Regions from separate parts of the Mus musculus genome. Here region 2 is linked to region 1. The links are chromatin contacts, called in public HiChIP or PLAC-seq maps. All regions are on one chromosome and are shown on one strand. The core of a region is the stretch at or near the end of the contact, and the rest is flanking DNA. Distances in the headings are between cores, read along the strand shown. Region 1 overlaps Ppm1l (protein phosphatase 1 (formerly 2C)-like). Region 2 overlaps Ppm1l (protein phosphatase 1 (formerly 2C)-like).

Region 1 (5,928 bases), core at 1,122-3,621:
TTTAAGGGGTCGGGGGAAGGTAGCTGGGGAGGTGAGCGCGCAGGGTTGGGGTGGGGGCCAGGCTGATGTCTGTTGCTTTCTTAGGTCCAGTCAACGAAATGCTCAATACTGACACAATCTCCAGATTTCCAAAGGATACTCAGAATCTAGTCCTTGAGTGAAATTACAGGTTTTTAAATCTGACCAGGGCTAATAAATGGGTCTGCGGGCCAGATTCTGCCCGTAAACTGCAGGCACAGGCTACACTCTTCCTAGAAAATTGATGCAAGGCTTTATAGGCAATCGAGGTGGTGTCCAATTTCAACATTAATACAGTTTAAAGTGCATTCCACTGCAGTGTTGCAGGCAGCAATCAGACAAGTCCAACGGTGCAGGGCTTTTCCATGTTAGCGAGGAGACCACCTTTCTGAAACTAACTCCCTAATGCTTCATTTGCCAAACTTAATACAGAACCTTCTTATTTCTAAAACTCGCAAACACTCAGACTGCAGGTGACGGTCACACGTATTAGCCTCCGACCTGATGGAAGTCAGAGCAAGTTCTAAATTCCACAAGCTTCTGGTTTACAAAGGTGGTAATCAAGATCCCAGATGCTCTGCCAAGCGGGGCCAGAGCAATCCTCTCTGCTGGGAGCATAGCCAAGAGTCCCACAGGACAATGGAGTGGAGGGTGACCCAGGTGTCACAAGAAAGTCACCCTGTACCCAAAGAAGGCTGTGCCTACTCGAGTCCCGTGTGTTTCCAACCACCACCCTACCTCCAGTCAATTTGCCAAATGTGAAGGAAGAGCACCAAGTTCTTTCCACATGACATACTGCCAGTTACTATTGGGGCCAACTGTAAATGTGAATTTTTTCACACTAACAGTTGAGTGTGTTTTTAAAGTCACCGGGGAAATAAACCTGGAGAGGTAAACAGAGCACTTGCAAGACACTCCAAATATCTCTAAAAACAAAAACAAAAACAAAAACCTCTAAAAACACGTCTGTCTTGAACTTGACAAAGGTCTATGTTGCAAACACAGCTATCTACACACAAAGCTGGGCGAGGAGATTATTTATGATACCTCATAGATTTGATTAAGGAAAAATAAGATCCAAAGTATAAAACAACAAATCTCATCTATTTATTAAAACCATCAAAATCTGCACCATGGGAGGTCCATCGTAGATAACTGGCTACAACTGATTCTCAAACCAAATAAGTAGACAGAAGGACTGTCAAAAAAAGAAAAAAGGAAAAAAAAAAAAAAGACAGCCATAGAGTTTGTTTAATAAAGAGCTAACTGCTTGGTTTTTTGTTTGTGGGTTTTTTTTCTGTCTTCAAGTTTTCTCAAAAAGAAAACATGCAATTACCGCGTCTGGTAAAATGCCTGCCTGTGGTCTCTGCTGTCATATCTAATTTTAGGTGTGGAAGTGGAATTTTCTCAGGCATTCTTACTTTGAAAGCTGCACTGTTGAACTTTGGAATATCAAAATCTCTGGAAGCTTGAAATTATCCAACAACGCTTATAATCTAGCAGACACAGTGGTCCTTTAGCAAGGAAGAGACTTTTAAAAACAACCTTCTAATATTTTTTAAAGATTAAATACTACCTAGGAAAAAATTTAAGACCAATAAAGGCAGTGGAGGGAAATGTATTTGAATATGAAAGTTCAAAGACTAGCATGGAAAACTGTTCTCCATCTCTGAGTTGTTACACACCATCAAAGTGCTAAATAAAAAGTAACCGTGGTAAAAATGACTTAGGAAGACTGTTCTCGGGCAGGAAACAGTCACCACAGAGCACGTGCATGTATCTGTCCATCTAAACGCTGACATTTCATTTCTCATTAGATCTTATTTAAATTTGCATGACAGATAACAGTCATTTTCTTTGTTTTTAGGGTTGACAAGGTCTCACTGTGTGGCCCAAGTTCCCCTCAAACTCCTGCCTCATCTCTAGAATGACAGGAACACAGACTTGCCGTTCTAGCATTTAATATTTTTTTCTTGACGTAGACATTAGCATTCTTTTTTTAAAAAAAGTTATCGGTAGTTTCTTCAAAACATGGAAGGTTGGGATGTCTTACTCAAGATGGGCATAAATTTGGTTAAATTATTAAACAAACGGTCAGAAGCCAGAAGGGGGTTGGCCTTCCAAGGGCGCTGGATTAATGACAATTAATTAATTAATGCAGGAGGAACTGTGCTCAGTGCCTAGAGGGGCCAGCACTCCTCCCCCTGGCAGAGCCACACCCTGAGTCCTCCCCAGGCTTTCACAGGCTGTGCTCCCTTATCCTCAGGGCTCTCTTAACCGCAGCCAGTCCAGCTGACCAACCTCCCCCTCCCGGGAAACTCAGGAGTCTTACAGCAAATCCATGAAGGGAAATTTCCCCAGTCCCTATGTAGAGGCTGTGCCTCTGTTCTCCTTCCAATGAGTCTGGATTACTCACACCAGTGGTATGAGTAATAATTTTTTTTGTTTTGTTTTTATTTTAAATTAAAACAAGCATGGTGGTACATGCCTATAAATCCAGCAGAGGAAATGAAGGCAGGAAGGTCGTTAAGTCTGAGGCTAGGCTGAGCAGCATACCGAGACTCTGATTTGCCGAATTCTTATGCTCTACTACGTTTTATTTCCTTCTTTCAAGAAAATTAACTTTATAAAAATACATTTTCTGGGGCTTGAGAAATGGCTCAGCAGTTAAGAGCATGTATTCCTCATCCAGAAAACGGGGGCTCCATTCCCAGTCCTGTTGTCGGATGGCTCACTTGTACACCCCATTGTACACGATCTGTAAGTCTAGCTCCCAAGGGATCCAAATGTGCCCTCTGTGTGTATATGAGCTCTCAGATGCACATTCTTACACACAGACATGCACATAATTAAAGACAATAAAAATATGAGATCTTAGAAATAAAATACACTGCCCCAAGAGAACCACTGCTCTTGCCATAGCAAAAATATCGAAACTCAGATCTTTGTGACTTTCCAAAGTCCATGTTCTTTTTCCATCATATCACCCTGTCTTCTAATGTAGCCTTACCGAAGATGTTTATAACTTACAGCATAATGCGCACGCACATGTGTGCCCATGTGTATGCTTTTCTGAACAGATCTGCTTACCATGCGCTTGCTCTACCATAATAACACTCTAAGAGCTTAATACAGACATGAATTTGCTAGGCGTGACAGTGCATACCTCTGATCCCAGCATTTAGTTGGCAGAGACGGATCTCTGTTGAGTTCAAGGCCAGCATGGTCTTGAACATGTGCAAATATCATAGCACATTTGAGACCAGCCAGTCTCAAATGTGAGAGTCTGGAGGTGGGGGAGATTGGGGGCGGGGGATAGAGAGCAGAGAATGAATAAATGTAAAGAAATAATGGAGCCAACTCAGGACTCCATTAGCAAACTAGTGTTCTTCCTAATGCCCTGACCCGATGAGAGCCTCTTCCCTATTTTAAATATTAAAGAAATCCTAATGCCAGCGTGGGTTCACACCCAGCATCCTGAAATCTCAGTTCTACACACACACACACACACACACACACACACACACACACACATACACACACACACACACACAGACACACATACACATACACACACACACACACACACACAGACACACACATACACACACACACATACACACACAGACACACACACACATACACACACAGACACACACACACATACACACACACACACACACACACACACACATACACACACACACACACACACACACACACACACACACACACACTGGTGCTGGTGCTGATGGTAGTGCCTGCCTGGCGGTGGAGGTAAAGGTCAAAGGTGAGAGCAGGAAAGGGAAAACCAGGAAGGTGTGGTTAGGAGATCACTCTAGCTTTCTGGAACATTGTGGAATCTATCAGAGCGAGAAGAGACTTTCCTTGTCACATGACTTGACACAGGCCAATGGTGTTAAATTGGCAGTTCTCTACTCTGGATAGCCAGAAATAAACTATCACTATCTCTTGGCCCTTACAACTTGTAAAATACACACATTTTTTTTTTCTTTACTCCAAGTGCAAAAAGTCCTTCTAAGCAAAGGTTTAATGATCATGTTCATTAAGGGCTGATTGGCCCTAAAATGCTATGTTCATATGTTTTAAAGAGCTATTTAACAAATACATGGAAATTTGCAACCTACTCTTTTATTGCATATCCACTGTACACAGAGATGCCCTCCAATGCCACATTGTTCCCCTGGGCAGTCTATTTCTACTTTGACAAATACGAAGGAATGGTTTCATGATCCACAGAAAATCCAAAATCCGCAAATGAGAAATAATAACAATATTTGACTTTCTGTGACTGACTCACTTCACGCAATCTGATGCTCTCCAGTTGCGGCCATTTCCCCTCAAATGACATAGTTTCATCCTTCTCTAGAGTTAACCAAAGTACATTTTCTGCATCCTTTGTCAACAGCCTCCTAGGGTGGTTTCACAACTTAGGGATGTCAATGTGGCTACAGTGATCATAAAGATGTGCAAGCAGCCCTGTAACAACCTGCTTTTAAACAACCAATGAGCACAGAGGAAATGTTTATGTAAAAATGGAGATGAGGCACATCAAACCCTATGGACATCAGCGAAGGCTGGTATCACAGGCAGGTATCAGAGCCCAGGGGAAAGGGCAGCATCCCACACCTGCACCGAAAAGCAGGATCCGCCCTGATAAAAACCCAGTGCTGCATCTCAGGGCACCAGGAAAACTACAAGGTAAAGAAAGAAGAAAATCAGGACAGAAGTGAAACAGAGACTTTGAAGAACAAAACCAAGAAACAACCAGCTACTTCTTTAAAAAGATAAAGCAGACAGATCCTTAATTAGATGAGAGAGAGAGAGAGAGAGAGAGAGAGAGAGAGAGAGAGAGAGAGAGAGAGAGAGAGAGGACTCAGTTCCAAGAAATCAAAAGTATAAAGTACAAAAGATCTTTAGAGAGTAATATTAACTACCACAAGCCAACTAATTGGAAAACCTGGAAGAAATGGACTCACAGGCCAAAACCCATCACCAAGATTCAATCCTGAAGAAACACAACCTGAAAAGACCAGTAGTAACATAAAGTTACCGAATCAGTAAAACAGTCGCCCATGGGGAAAAGCCCAGCGGGAGACTGATGCACTCCAGAGCTCTACCTGAAGATAGCTGTCAGCTGAACTGCCACAGGCCTGAGAGCAAGAACAGAAGCAAACAGCCAAAGGTAGCACAGGCCTGCAATCTCTGCAGTCAGGAGGCCGAGGCAGGAGAGTCAAAAGCTTGGGGCTCCTTTGGCCCAGACAGTGAGAGGCCATCTCAAAGCAGGAGGAAGAAAGAGAAGATCTGTGGACTAATGATACCAATTCGCCTTCAAGTATTCAAGGGGATAATTCTAAATGCATGCAAGAGGCCAGCTTTATTGGAACACCAAAACCAGAGAAGGAAAAGCAAAAAAGAAAACCACAGATCAGCATTACTGATGAGCAGAGGCAAAAACCCTCATCAAACTAATCAAAAAATGTATTAATTCTTATTATTAATTAATAACTATTAATTATTGATTAATTATTAACAAACAATTCACTGTGGTGAATATTGGCAGTTTAACACATACAAATCAATCAGTTGGGTATATCAAGTAAACAAATGTCGAATCATACGATCTTCCAAATGGATATAGAAAAGGTATTTTTAGTCAGCTACTGGCTAGAGCCTCTCAGAGGACAGCCATGCTAGACTCCTGTCTGCAAGCATAACAGACTATCATTAATAGTGTCAGAGATTGGTGCTTGCCCATGGGATGGGTCTCTAGTTGGCCCAGTTACTGGTTGGCCATTCTCTCAGTCTCTACTCCATCTCCCATCCCTGCATTTTATGTAGACAGGATAAATTTTGGGTGAAAAGTTTTGTGGGTAGGTTGGTGTCCTA
Region 2 (6,374 bases), core at 3,463-5,962, 84 kb before region 1:
CCTACTGTAACTCTATGTTCAGAACGACAAGCTTCGGAGGCAATAATCATAGTTTTCCAGAACAGAACTGCTCCTGTAATTCCTGCTGAAAGTAGTTAAGGGAAGTTTTGCCCATATTGGAGGAAGAGAAGAGGAAAGAAAGGAGACTAAAGAATTCTGGGCAGGCTTTGTCGAGTTGTTAGAGAGACTGGTAATTTTCGACACGGGTGTCAATGATAAGACATAAGACCATCGGTTTGCTGGAAGAGCTTGGGGCATTTTTCACTGGCCAGCATAAGCTGAGAATTGACTGTTGGGTTTCCTCTACTACAACCTTGTGGAAACATTAAGTGATGAAGTTAATGAGCAAATAATACCATCATGATTAACATGAGTTTTGTTTAATAAGGTGAAATGTAATTGTACAACAGGCTGGGCCACAACATACCAAAGTCCGATATGGTAATTAAGAATTTGAAGGAAAGAGGGGAGGGGTAAATGGGGCAGTTGAGAGAGGGGAGAAGGGGAAGAAGGAAATGTAATTATTGAAGGATGTTGTTTCCCTATTTTCTTTCTCACCCCGTTTATCCTTTGAGTAGAGGAAAGCTGATTTGTTTGAGTTAATTTTATATCCAGCTACTTTGCTGAAGTTTCCTATCAGTTGTAGGAGTTCTCTGGTGGAATTTTTGGGGTCACTTAAGTGGCAGGCTGTGCCCACAATCATTTTCTTATGAAAAAAAAGCTAAAGGCAAGCTCCATATTTCATATATTTTATACTTACAAAAGAAAAACCTAAAAGAGCTTATATTTAACAAGACGGGCAAAGCAGACACACTTCTGGGGCTAATATTGTTGCTAAGTTAGTAATAAGGTCTTCAGAACTGAGGAGTCAGTAAGAAGCCAGGGCTCGCCCTGCAGCCCTCTCATCTCAGCTCCACTATGAACTGGTATTGTGATCTTAGTACCGAGAAAGTGAGGAGCCTTGCTGGACTTCTCATCCGACAAAGGAAACACATCTTTCCTCCCTAAAGCTACTGAAATCTATTTATTCTCAAGGTATGGGGTACATATCTTGCAACTCAAAAGATCACATGAGCTGTTCTTCCCTCAGAGACTAGAATAAACCTCACACACTTGAGCATCTGACACACAGTGCTAGGTGAAGTCCCCCCAAACCAGTAGATAAAGTTAACACTTGCACATCACATAGGGGGCAGGCAATTGTAGCACACACATTTAATCCTAGCAAGGGGAGACAGACGTAGGAGGATCTCTGTGAGTTGAGTCTAGCCTGGTCTATAGAGCAAATTCCAGGTCAGAGCTACATAGAGAGACCCTGTCTCAAAACAAAACCAAACCAAGCAAACAAAAAGCCACCAAAGCCCCCAAAAAGCCAATGACAGGTGTTTCACGGCACACTCTTAGCCTTTTTCTGTATACCCTGGTGGCTATATGTGAAATAAATAAGTAGTGTTACAAAGCAAACAAAAAGCCCCAAATTAGTGTAAATTAAGTTGTGAGAGTATAATGTTGGAGTGTCAGACTTTCAGGGTAGTGTTTATAACGGTTGCAGAAGTATTCGTTACACGGCTGGCAAGATGGCTCAGTAGGGAAAAGCACCCTGTTGCTGATACTGATGATCTGAGTTCCATCCCAGGGAGTCATATGGTTGGGGAAGAGAGCCAACTTCCATAAGTTGTCCCTCTGGCCTCCACTACCACACTGTGACATGTGCACACCCACAGACATCACACATATATAAAACAGATGTTACAAAGTATCTGTTCATAACTAGCCATAGACCCTCACTTTGCTCTGAAAAATTAATTATAGAAGCAAATTCCAGGCTGGAGAGATAGCTCCATGGTTCTGAGCTCTCCCAGAGGACTGGAGTTCAAGTCCCAAGCACCCACATGGCAGCTCACATCTGTCTGCAACTACATGATCCAATAGCCATTTACACAACTTACTAAAATGGTCTTTAAGTCTCACAGATTTATATTTTGTTTTGTTTTAAACAGCACTGAAGGCAGAAAATGATTTAGAGACATACAAGGTTGTTTCTACTCTGGGGCCACAGATGAATCTAACCTGGCCATCAGGGAGGAGTGACCTTGGTCTTTTTGATGCAGGCACTCTGACAGAAAAGCAGCACGGCTGTTCACCTTCATATTATGACATCTAGAGCCTGGTTCCCAGCATCAGGAAAATGGCGGATGAGACCTAACAGCCAATTCTGTTTGCTCATGTCCCAGGGACACAACTGAACACAGTGCTGAGTGAGCAGTCCCAGAGCCTAGCTGGAGGAAAGGCACCCACTGTGTGCCATCTATGATGTGCTTAGAAGTATCTCAGCCGGGCTGGTGAGATGGCTCAGTGGGTAAGAGCACCCGACTGCTCTTCCGAAGGTCCGGAGTTCAAATCCCAGCAACCACATGGTGGCTCACAACCATCTGTAACAAGATCTGACGCCCTCTTCTGGAGTGTCTGAAGACAGCTACAGTGTACTTATATATAATAAATAAATAAACAAACAAACAAATAAGTAAAAAATAAGTATCTCAGCCTATACATATTCCTACAGGCACTTTCCTATGCTGACTCGGTCTTCTATAGAGATAAAATATTTGTCCATCACAAAAGGAAGGGAAGATGTTATTTCAAATAGGAAGCACATGGATCTTGATGAGAGGAAGGCAAGCTCAGAATACTCTGAGGATCTTGGTCAGGAAATTAGGATGTTTGCTTCTGAGTTACAGAGAGCCATCTATGATGCTATGATGCTACATTTAACATGCAATGATCAGATAAGAACTCATTTTATGGCAACAATATAAAGGCATACATATAACAGAGACACATGAGCTACAGCTCTATCATTCTATCTGAAAACTAGAAAAGCAAAACTCAGACATTTAGACTTTTAAAAGAAAAACAGTTATCTCTAAGCCAGGTGTGGTACTGCACATCTTTAATCCCAGCACTTAGGAGGCAGAGACAGGAGGATCCCTGAGTTCAAGGCCAGCCTGGTCTACAGAGCCAGTTCCAGGACAGCCAGGCCTACAGACAAACCCTGTCTTGACAAACCAAAAATGAAAAAAGAAAAAAAAAAGAGTTATGTCTAAAACAATAATGATTTGTACCCTTTTCAATGAACTGCAAGGAATCCAATGACTAATTGCAACCTTCTTCACTCTTAGAGAAGACAGTGTGTAAAAATGTGACTTTTATCTTGCCTCTGGCCTCTTAAGGGTTGAGTCTGAGAAACACACATACACAGTGGGACAGATATACTATTAGCCACAGCGAAGATCATTCCTAACACTAACACTATCAGTCTACAAAATCCATAGCCTACTTACACTTTGCTAACACGTTTATATGTATGTTTTTCTTCATGGCTTTTTATAAAATCTTTTATTAACAAAAATTTAGCCAGTAGGGAATAGGAGAGTAGACCTTAATTAACTGTTCATACAAGTGATAAAGAAGGATTTCTAATACCTTAGGTCAGGCCGGTAAAGGAGGTGGGACAGGAAAGAAGAGGCTGGAGAAGGGCTGAGAAGGGTTTCTGGGCATCCTGAAGCCCACCAGAATTGCCAAGGGGCCTACACTACTCCTATCCTCCCCCAGACCTGCCATCCCCACCCATCTACAGGTTGATTCAAAAGGATAAGGTAAAGGTGACTGAGAGGAACAGACCACCAGTACCTTGCTCATGGAAAGAGAGTGTCTTTTTGGGAGGTGTCAAGTCATGCTCTGGAAGCTGAGGTCCAGAAATCAGAACTACCACACACTGAATTGCTTCTCTGAGACTTAACACTACTTCTTAGCTCAATAAACTTCTGGAAAGTTTTTAATAACGATACCGGGTTGTCACTTGGTTTAATGGTATACAAGATCTTATCTGTCACACTTTCTTTCCCTAGTACTTCAGGAAACCCTAAAACAGCATGAAAATGGCCCTGTTCCATGGTATGGAGGCTCTGGGCTGGATTAAATCCCTGGCACTAGTGCTCTGCTGCAGTGATCAGCTTTTAGAGACCATTCAGCTAAAGCTCACCTACTCAACCCCTGTTTACTAGGAAGTGGCTTCACAGTGGTTAGTAAGCGCATTAGTCACTGAAGAGTCACTATGAACAACGTTAGCATCATCAGCTCCGCGGGGTTCCTCGAACCACAGGGGCAGAGCTCAAACATCTGGCTAATCTCTACTGTCTATGGAGAAATGAGGCCCCTTGTCATTTCTTCAGTGTCATTGCTTTCCAATCCTCTGTCCTTTGTAGTAGGTTTCAGCAGCTACAAATCCCTGCACCCCAGGTCCCAGGAGAGCCATGAGTTTCTGCCCACTACATTTGTAGACCACTGCGTTATGCTGTCAGGTCAGCAAGTGTGGCATCTACTGCTTGTTCTACTTAAAGCTGTAGCCCACTGAGAAGGTTTCAATTGTAAAGTCTAATTAATCATACAGAGCTCCCCACTACTGAACATAGCTTTGCTATGAAGCCCTTTAATTGTCTGCAACTGCCTGGTTTCTCCCTCTCTTTTTTAAAACGCCCCATCACTTTGAATTTCTCTTTAGACAACAGTCATTTTCTTCCAATTTCATCCCGCATTTGGATGGTAAATTCTTGATGGATCGGAATTGTGTCATCCCTCTATTTAGATGAATAAATTGAGGCTTTAGAAAGTGGAACAACTTGTCAAATGATAGCAAGTGGCAACGTGGGGACTCACGCCAGCTCTGAGTAACTCTAGGCTCAGGCTAGTTCCTCCCCTTATCCTCTATATCCCTGAACCCTTCCTTAGACAGCAAGTTAGCAGTTCCTTTAGCAAAACAGGAACACAGCACACTGCCAGTTGGAGGTGGGAAACATTAAAGTGATGTTCTCCTGATGGGCCACCATTCCTCCAATCATACTCTGGGGGAACAACAGCAATAGCAACACCACAAGTAACTGAATTTGGGGGCCATTATTTTTATCTTTTAAAACTTATGAGAGTGGAGATGTAACTCAGTTGACAGAGTGTTTGCCTAATATGTACAGAACTCTGGGTTCAATCCCCACCATGTTAATAGCTAGCCAGGGTGGCAGACATCAGTACTCTTAGCACTCAGGGGTTGGAAGCAAGAAGATCATAATTCCTGGCCATCCTTGTCTGTAGAGTGAGTTCAAGTCCGGCTTGGGATACATAAAAGCCGGTCTCAAACAAAGGTTTTTTAATGGGAAAGGAAAGGAAACTTGAAAAAGTTAGATGGATACTGGCAGCTTTATTCAGGACACGTGAGATCATTTAGCACAACCCTATACTGTGGTGCATGGAGTTCTGAGTGTATATGTTTCATATTTTAAAAGACATAGGACATTAACATTTCTTGTTACATATCATGAAATACAACTATCCTTCATGAATTTCACATAATTCACTAGGAGAGTATCTTGTAGCAAGGAGCTTTAACAGTAGCATTTCACAGTACAACACATACAGTAACTGACTTCAAAGCCATGAAAAAAACAAACCCGCGTTTATTGCCAGCATTTCTTTCCCCGTCAATCCTCTTCTATCCCTTTTGGTAGCTTGCTTATGGCAGTGCATAAATGTATATACCAAAACTCACGTAACTTGTCAAATGCTTGCCCTTTATTGTATGTAAATTATAATTCAATAAAGTAAACCTAAAGTCTTAAGCATGCATTTAAATAAATTGCCAAGCCAAATGCTCTAAGATCTACCATTACTAGGATTACAGCTGGCAGCAGCCTACTCTGTGCCAGCGCACGGTGATTAAGTGCAGCAACCCACACGGCGTCTGACATTCAATGAGGAAGTCACAAAAAAGTAGAATGTGCTTCACACCATGATTAATATAGGATCCCTATATTTAGTTTCTGTTTGAACATTTCCCCTCCTTTCCCTCCATCCCTGAACCCTGCTGAGGACATAGTATAAATCTGAAGGCTAAAGATCACAAAGTTTTGATGAATGAAACAGACAAGAACATGACAGACTCTTGCAGGACAAAATGAACTCCCACCCCCACCCCCGTTGTCATTTTTAAACTAATTGTAGTTATTTAAAGTAACCTTCGAGCGTGCATCAAAGTAAGCTGGGGACAGCAATGACGTGGGCTCTTTACACACTTTTATCTACAGCAGATAGAACCACGTTCCTTCCCAGAGAGGCATGTTCAGATTCTACTGCTATAGTTCTGGACGAATGTCTGTGGATGACCATACTTGGAAATGAGAGAGAACGAGAGGGGGAAGAAAGGAAGAAAACAACAATAACAAAACCCAAAAGTCCAGTACCATCTCTTGGAGTCAGAGCCTTATTAGAAGTAAAATACAACAAAAGTAACAGATATCACTTATCACGTTTCTTCATATTAAAAA

Evidence for each region. HiChIP or PLAC-seq counts read pairs in DNA pulled down with a chosen protein or histone mark.
Region 2: a contact with region 1 is called in a CTCF HiChIP or PLAC-seq map of the NIH/3T3 cell line, with 10 read pairs. The contact joins two enhancer-like sites. A contact is called at or near these places in 1 of 15 datasets of contacts at CTCF or cohesin (the NIH/3T3 cell line), 1 of 484 Hi-C or Micro-C datasets (muscle stem cells) and 2 of 115 datasets of contacts at active chromatin or transcription factors (T-cell acute lymphoblastic leukemia and pancreatic cancer cells).

Annotation. Positions count from the first base shown.
Region 1 is chr3:69,352,849-69,358,776 of GRCm38.p6, reverse strand. All of the region lies in intron 1 of Ppm1l (protein phosphatase 1 (formerly 2C)-like), which reads right to left. Among named protein-coding and RNA genes, the nearest start is that of Ppm1l, 39 kb to the right of the region's middle. Within about 2 kb of position 2,371, at least 19 of the 459 cell types and tissues checked have an H3K27ac peak or open chromatin away from gene starts, as enhancers often do. A contact at or near this core is called in the NIH/3T3 cell line, where this site is marked.
Region 2 is chr3:69,438,724-69,445,097 of GRCm38.p6, reverse strand. The region is part of intron 1 of Ppm1l (protein phosphatase 1 (formerly 2C)-like); the gene reads right to left. Among named protein-coding and RNA genes, the nearest start is that of Gm52607, 20 kb to the left of the region's middle. Within about 2 kb of position 4,712, at least 62 of the 459 cell types and tissues checked have an H3K27ac peak or open chromatin away from gene starts, as enhancers often do. A contact at or near this core is called in the NIH/3T3 cell line, where this site is marked.